Linked DNA regions of Mus musculus: region 1 is linked to region 2. A link is a contact called in public promoter capture Hi-C data. All regions are on one chromosome and are shown on one strand. Each heading gives the region's core, a stretch centred on a gene start, on an enhancer-like site or on the middle of the called end of the contact. The rest is flanking DNA. Distances are from core to core; before and after follow the strand shown. Region 1 overlaps C7 (complement component 7). Region 2 holds the start of BC037032 (cDNA Sequence BC037032).

What was found. Promoter capture Hi-C pulls out the DNA fragments that hold promoters and counts their contacts.
Region 1: a contact with region 2 is called in a promoter capture Hi-C map of embryonic stem cells, with 5 times the contacts expected there. The contact joins the enhancer-like site here to the promoter of BC037032 in region 2. A contact is called at or near these places in 6 of 39 promoter capture datasets (cranial neural crest, embryonic stem cells, hippocampal neurons and 2 more) and 2 of 115 datasets of contacts at active chromatin or transcription factors (both in embryonic stem cells).

Annotation. Positions count from the first base shown.
Region 1 is chr15:5,022,028-5,026,002 of GRCm38.p6, reverse strand. It overlaps C7 (complement component 7), which reads left to right. Exons shown (of 18, transcript NM_001243837.1): 9 at 3,304-3,417. Among named protein-coding and RNA genes, the nearest start is that of Gm25652, 11 kb to the left of the region's middle. Within about 2 kb of position 1,977, at least 11 of the 459 cell types and tissues checked have an H3K27ac peak or open chromatin away from gene starts, as enhancers often do. A contact at or near this core is called in embryonic stem cells, where this site is marked.
Region 2 is chr15:4,026,109-4,030,048 of GRCm38.p6, reverse strand. It overlaps BC037032 (cDNA Sequence BC037032), which reads left to right and starts at 2,643. Exons shown (of 2, transcript NR_028266.1): 1 at 2,643-3,940. Oxct1 (3-oxoacid CoA transferase 1) reads right to left here and starts at 3,621. Exons shown (of 17, transcript NM_024188.6): 1 at 3,200-3,621. The coding sequence starts at 3,277.

The DNA of each region.
Region 1 (3,975 bases), core at 728-3,227, 1.0 Mb before region 2:
CTCCTGTGGTGAGCTTAAGGTGAGGTCTTAGTCAATTAACATCTCCTGGAAGCTTTTGAAAATAAAATTTTGAAGCAAATCAATTTTTTGTTCTAGATTTTCTATACCACAATATTATAGTATAACTAAAACCCTAAGTATTAAAAAGATATTGCCTCTGAATAATTTCTGGAACAACAGCTACTCCCCAGAACTTAAAAGCTCCTTGTGTGAGAGCAAGGTTTTAAAGTAAACTTCCCCTTAAAAGTATTAGCTAATAAAATACTTTTCACTTAGGAAACAATATACACTGAAAGAGTCAAACTCTTAGCTTCTTGTATTGAAGCAGATGTGCTAAGAATTTTTCTTACATGAGGTAAGGCTATATGAGCTATACATAGAGGCAAAATTTTCCAGTGATTACAAGATCACTAGAAGCAAGCTCTTTACAATTTTCTGGATGCAAAGGGAAAAACAAACTCTTAAATCTATAATAACTTTACATGAAGTAGGCAAGTCAAATCGCAATGTCCTGATAAATTCTACAGTCTAATTGACATTTTATAAACTTTGAATTCAAGCTTTATTTAAAACAACATCTGGCTAGATCTGCAACAGTGCTCTTTTAGGTAAAAGGAATATTCCCTGAAGGCAAGGAGAGGCAAGTTTTGAGAGCTTCCTTAGGTACCTTTTGCAAGACAAAAGAAAGTCACACAGACCCTGCACAGGCTGCTCTGAGCTTAGTTCCTCTTGTTGTGAGGCCAGATTTCAGAATTTTTAAGTTTCTTTTGCGCTATTAGACCATAACTACAATCTTGGGAAAGCAAAACCCAATTTCAAAACAATTTATCACCTTAGAATAAACATCAAAACTTCACTATCATGTTGCAACGTTTGGCTGCCAGTTTATACCTATGACTGCATGACAGTGCTTCATTAAAGAGGCATTGCTTTAAATCTTATCTTTAATTCTACTTTCTAGGATAAGAATCACATTAAAAATTATCTCAACTAGTAGTATCCTTAGGAGGCCTAGTTTTTTTGGCCTGCATTATGCCACGTGTTTGAAAGACTCCAAACCTGGGTTACCAATTTAAAGCTAACTTTCTAGTAACCAGTGTTACACTTATTTGATCATACCCAATAACTTATAAGCTAATACTCTTGTGATGAAGATACGCAGAGCATATTACACCTCTAAGACCATTAAAAAGCCAAATGAAGAGGCTACACGAGTCTAATAAATTTAGACCAATCAAAGAATTTCAAAAATTTCTAGCTATAATTATAAGATTAAAAAAGCACCTTGTTTCCAGCAGTGGCTCCCCTGCTGTGCCTGATCCTGGCTAAAGTGTGTGGCCACTCTCTTGCTGAGCCATCAGATAAAGTTTTAGCCATCTTTATTTTCCAACATGAAACACAGAACATTCAGTCATTCAGACAATTAGATATGAACCCACATGAATTGAACATGTGAACAGACCGGTGCACCAGACATTAGACTAGGCGTTAGACAACACAAAGAGGGCAGCGAATTTCTGCTGTAAGGGCCGGAGAGAAAAAGGCAGTGTGTCCCCCGAAAATTTTCTCTGCCTGTGGGAGAGTTTCAAAATCCATTTTCCTCTATATTATTTTATTATTACAAACCCTGTTTCTGCCGCCTGATGCAGCTCCTGACTGCGGACATCCGCCTGATTGTTTAATTTAAACCCTTTTTCCTCTTGCCTAAAGCAGGTTTTTGAAAACTGCGGACAACCGCCTGATCAGTTCCTAGTTTCCGATAACTCGCTGCTGACCTAAGTGAATCCAGCGTTGGGTTAGCACTGATTCCAATCTTAGCCCGTATTTTTCCGCACCTCCAGCAACACTTTACCTGTTGCTTCACCTTGCCCCAATACGAATTTCCTGATTCTTTTTCTTCCCCTGGAGCTCCACACAAAACAGCGTTCCTTCAGTGTCTTCCTGACCTTCCTCAGGTCACGGTCAGGGCGCCAGATTGTTGCGAGCCGCCAATGGCACACATGGATAGGGTACACCTGAGAGGCAGGCCGGAGCTGAAAGAGAGGGAAACTAGGCAGACAAGAGAAAAATGGAGCTAAGTCAAGTTTCCTGATCAAAGCTCAAATGTTTAATGGCAAATGCGCTTATAAAGGGGGTAGGGGGGAGGCCCATTCCCACCAATTCATCCTTGGAGCTTGGAACCAGCTGCAGGTGATGACGTGCAGGATAGGGTGTAGTCTATGGAATAGCTCAGTGACCTCCCAGCAGGTAGCAGTATCTTGAAGAACAGTGGCAGTGGCTGAACAATAGAGTGATCTAGGGAGGAAGGCTCCACCCTAGGTAATCTCCTTAGTGGCAGCAAGGTCAAGGTCTGGCTCAGCCTGCTCCAGACTTGGGGGAGGTTACAATATAGGAGTACCAGGAGTGGTAGAATCTTGACTTCAATTGTGACTATACCAGTCTACATTCCCACCAGTAATGAGCAGGGTTCTTTTTTCCTTATGTTCTCCAGAATTTATTGTCAAGATCAGACAATATTTCTTAAGGATAATCAAATGAACAATTTATTGATAACCTTTCTGGTTTCACTAGTCACTGACTCATAGGCTCTACTGTTGTGCTATATACTTAGCCTTTACAATACCAAAATATGAAAGCAGCCTTCATATGCATCAACACATGGATAGATTATTGATGCATCAGGGTTTTCTGGTTTTAGTTCCTGAGCTCAACGCTTAGGAAGAGTTCATTGTCAATCCTTAACACTCTTGGAGCTGACTCTTGACCTGTTCCATCAGGGCATGTAGAAATCTTATTTTCTTTAGGCTTGTAATCCCCAACCAAACTGCATACAAAGGAGGGCTGTCTTGCTTCCAATTCCTATCATTAGGAACCATAGATATTAACAGAGAGGTCAAGTAAGTTGGGCCAAGAGTTTAGGAATTAATTTGTATAGTTCAGCTTTTAGAATCTCCAGTGAGTAGGAAGCAACCATACTCTTGTGTTCATCTATTTGTTTTATTTTTAAGAAGCTGACCATGAGTGGATAAAAGACATCTCTTTGAAGTATTTAGTTTCTGCTACTCCTTTATGTGACACTTGGGATGATGCCCTGTCCCCACCCTCTCTTCGGCCAAAGCTAATAGGAGAAAAATAAGAAAATCCAACTATCCTGAATGTTGCCCTGAGAGAGCTCTTGAAACTGAGTATTTTGTTAGTCTTAACAAAGGACCACAGCAGCTGGAAGCTACTCCTGGCTATACACCTAAGAAGGTTTTTAATGAACACAGAAACTAAACACTTGACTTTTGCATTTCTTCCCAGGTTTTCAGTCAGACCAGGATAACGCATGTTCGTCTGCAGACTTTCAGTTTCTTTTTACATCGTCAGCAGATCAGAGATGTATGAAACAGCTAGAGACTGAAAAATCAACTTCAGGTAAATGAGAAAGAGTTCAATTTGTATTACTAGTTTAGCTTTGATCATTCTTATAATCAATTAAGTTTTGGTCTCCAGGGCTTTTAATCTTTAGCTGGTATTCTGCTTAAAAAAAGAGATCTATTTGGTTATTTTTGTGTCTTGCTTTATTTTTTAATTATTGTACTATTTTACTTTATTGATATCGTTTCTTATTATGTTACTAAACTAGACTTGAACCAGTGGGCTCAAGTGATCCTTTTGTTGCCAGAAAATTAGGGGGCCCCCATGTTATACACTATAAGGTAACAGGGAAATTAGGGCCTCTTTAGATTCCTAGTATTGTTCATCGAAAAATTTAAAAATGGACTGAATAGGAAGCTTGTGAACAATATTATTAGAGTTTGAAAGAAAGCAATAGGGAAGACAGGCTGTAAATCAGCAGCTGTTACAGGAGAGTTTATGTTGAAAAGGAAGAGAGAAAGCCATGCCTTTTGAGCATGTTCCATGGACAAGGAGCTACATGGTAGAACATGTGTGGTTGGATAGACTTAGGGAAAGAGTGGAAAAGCACCAATG
Region 2 (3,940 bases), core at 1,394-3,893:
CACATATTTTACTAAGTTCTCAAGTGTTGGATGACAAGGAAAAGAGATGTAGGTAAAGGAAATAATAGTGTTCTAGTATATATATATATATATATATGATACACATATGTGTGTGTGTGTGTGTGTGTGTGTGTGCATGTGTCTGTATCTTGGTAGGGAAGGGTTGTACCACAGTGAACCTCTGGAGGTTAGAGGACAGGACAACAAAAAGTAGTCAGTTCTCTTTCTACCATGTAAGTCCTAGAAATTGAACTTGAGTTATAAGTCTTTGTGCGGCAGCTTTATCCATATCACTGACCTCAAACACTTTGTTTTTCTTCTGTTTGTAAATATAAGTATTACCTCAATAATAGAGTGATAGAGAACTATACACCCAAGTGGTGTCTAAATGTCACCTCACGACTGTTAAAGAAATCATGACACAGAAAGGTTGATATAGCCTATATTAGTATGGAAGTTTGTTTTGTTTTGTTTTGTTTTGTTTTGTTTTGTTTTTCGAGACAGGGTTTCTCTGTATAGCCCTGGCTGTCCTGGAACTCACTTTGTAGACCAGGCTGGCCTCGAACTCAGAAATCCGCCTGCCTCTGCCTCCCAGTGCTGGGATTAAAGGCGTGTGCCACCACCCCTGGCTCTTTTTGGTTTTGTTTTTTGGGTTTTTTTGTTTTTTGTTTTTTGTTTGTTTTTGTTTTTGTTTTGTTTTGTTTTTTGTAGTATGGAAGTTTGATAAACAAAATCAGGAAGAGCTGTCATGGAAAGAGGAAAGAAACCCAGTTAGGAGGAAAAGGCAGCACTATTCAGGTGAATAGCATGCAAGCTTGCCAGGAGGAAGCATCTCTGCCAAGAGGAATCAGCCAATGTTCAACATGAATCAATCCACTTAGAACCTACCCAGCTAGAAACCTTAGGGTGACACAGCACCAGATTGAAAAGCTTCCAGGTAATTCCAGGTCATGCTATAGCTCCAGACAAGGAACTTGTTCACCATGAATGGGAGGGAGAGAAGGAAGGAGAAAGGGAGGCAGGGAAAGAAGCAAGGATGAAGGAAAATAAGGAAAGAGAGATGGAGAGAGGGAGGGAGAAGGACAGAGGAAGGGAAAGAAGGAAGGGTGGAGGGAAGTAGGAAGGAGGGAGGGAAGGAAGATTTTTTTTAAGCATGGTAAATAAGTACACACCTTTAATTTCAGAATTCTGTAGGCTGAAGCAAAAGAATCATGGGTGCCAGGCCTTCCTGGCCCCCATAGCAAGATCCTGTCTCCCAAAACAAAAGCATAAAAGCATTTTTTAAATATCTATCTCAGTTTACCTGTTGGCTACATTTAGCCAGAAAGTATTCAAGGTTACTGAAGGTATCCACCAGGTTCTCTCAGGTGTGTACTAAAATGAGTATTCTTGGCAGAGCAGTCTGCAGTGTTGAGGGAGGCAAAGGACTGAGGTATACCGTGGTCCCAGTGAAACGAACACAGGGGTATTACAATTCAGCACAGGGGTATTACAATTCAGCACAGGGGTATTACAATTCAGCAGAGGCGGATGACTTACGCGCTAAGCAAGCAGCCAGTAAGGCCAACCAATGCATAAGCGGGCAGAACACCCCAGAGAGCAGGAGCTGCACCTTCTTTCCTCATTCCTGAGAAGCCTAACTTTGAACTGGGCCATGAACTTTTTACTAACCCATAATTACAGCTCATCCACCTAGAGGTTTGCTGGCTTGAGAAATGGTTTAATGATTATATTGAAAGTGGGGTAGACTAGAGGTGAATAATTTAAACTTAGACAAACATGCACTGTCAAAAGAAAGTTTTTGACCTTGGCCCAAGGACATCCCTGTGTCCTGGTTTTTTGCATCTGCTCCATCACTTGCAGCAGGTTGGCTGGTGGTTAAGTGCATCCAAATTTGCATGCAATTACCCAAATGCCTCCTTTGAGGAATTTAACAACGCAATGACTCAGTTCTGAACCATTCCCTAGCACACGAGGGAGTCCTGTGATGACATCTTTAGATTCTCAACACTCAGAGATTGAAGGCAAGGAAATGAGCAACAGGGGAAGGAGTTCAAGAGCACACAGTGCAAGTAAATGCCCTGCGTGATGCACTCTTCTTAAGTTCAGGACTGCAATTTGAAACCTCTTCAAAGAAAACTTTGCAGGTTCGGGAAGAGGCTCCTGAGCAAACTGAACACTCCAAGGTGAATCCACCCTCCTCCCCACCCTCCTCCAGCACTCAGTTCCTTGGTCCCATACTCAAATCCAACCCGAATGTGTGCTTAGAGGCTAGACCCTCTACAATGTATAAGCAAAAATATCCACCACCAGCTAGTCTGCTAGGAGGGCGACTCAGGATACCATTCTGTGGGTCAAGGTGTTTGGGTTTTTTTGTTTTTGTTTTTGATTTTTGTTTTTTTACGGTCTTTGAACATTGCAAGTCTCTAACCCGGAGGGGACGGAGAGGAATTCAAAATAAAGGACCGAGGCGTTTGCAAACTGCAGCGGAGCGCCGCCAGCCCTCCTTCTGCTTCCAAACGCTTGGCAGGCTAAATCGCCCCGTGACAAGAGCTCCAGTCCGGGTTCCCCTTTCTACCGCCATATAGGGAAGGGGAGGATGGGGAGCGGCAGTCCGCCTCCGCAGCGCACAGCATCCGCCCACTTGGCGGTGAACTTGAGCCAGCAGCGGTTAACCCGGCCCGGGGTTCTGGGCCTCAGCCGGCGCCAGCAGCTCCCTCAGGTGGGGCGCAAGCCTCAGCGCGCCGCCCTTCTCCGCTCCTCTCCTCCAACCGGCCCTTACCTAGGGCGACGGCCCCGGGGACCCCCTTCCCAAGGGCGTCGGCCTGGAGCCTGGAGTCTGTAGGAGTGGCGGGAGATGGGGACGCGAGTCCCTGGACGCCGACAGTCTGTCTCTAAGGCGTTGCTGCGTGGCTTTGGTACACAGAGCCTCGACCGCTTCTCCACCGCTGCAAGCACAGCGGGGAAGTGGATGGAGAAGCAAAGACAGACAGACAGACAGACAGACAGACAAGCGGCGGCGGGGCTACCCTGAAACCCGAGCGTCTCCAAGCCCCCACCCCCAACCCCCGGGCACGGCGCTGCAGATGCCAGATCCCCGACCAGAGGCGGTGGAGATGGGCAGGGCAAAGAACGCGCGCGCCGCTCGCAGCTCGTCCGCGCGTGGCCTTCCTCTTGCCCCCCTGCACCTTCAATTTACCTTATGCAGGGCGCCCCGCGAGCTGCGGGCTGAGGCGCCGAGCCGAAGCCCAGAGGACAGGAGTTTGAGAGCCGCCATCTTCGGCCCCGGGTGCGGGAGACGGTGGCGCGCGCGGGAGTGCGTGCGAGTGCTGGTTGCCCGGGGCCGCGGCGGCGTCACCGGCTAAGAAGAGAGAAGGCAAGGCGAGCGGTAGGGCGGGCTGGAGGCTCGACCGCGCGTCAGTGACGTCCTCGGGACCTCAGAGCGGTGCCGCCCCTTGCTGCCTGCTGGCTTGTCAAGAAGCGAGACAGGGAGGGGCTCACGGCTAGGAATGGAAAGGCTGCACAGCTAGGACGAGCCCCGCGGGTTGTGCCGGGGCCGGAGGTGCTGGGCTCCAGCTCATCTGCGGGCACACCCGCAGCGGCGGGCGCTGCACTCAGGCTGGAGGGGGCGCTAGAGCCTGCCTTCCCCTCGCGCAAGGCTTGGCATCAACCAGGGTTTCGGGTTGCCAAGGGCCTGGAGGGTCTCTTACTGAACGTGTTACTTTTCCAAATCGCCCTCTGGAATGAGTACAGGTACAAAGGGTCACTGATAAAGATCTCCTTCCAGATCTAGACAGCTCACCTTTCCAACATTTCTCAACCCCAACACCCACAACTCTCTTCAAGTCTGGTTTTGCCCTTAGTTTCCTCTGAAACCCAGCAGCGTGCTGACTGACCCTCATGAGACATGACCTGCTTAACCGACAGAGGGACAAGATTA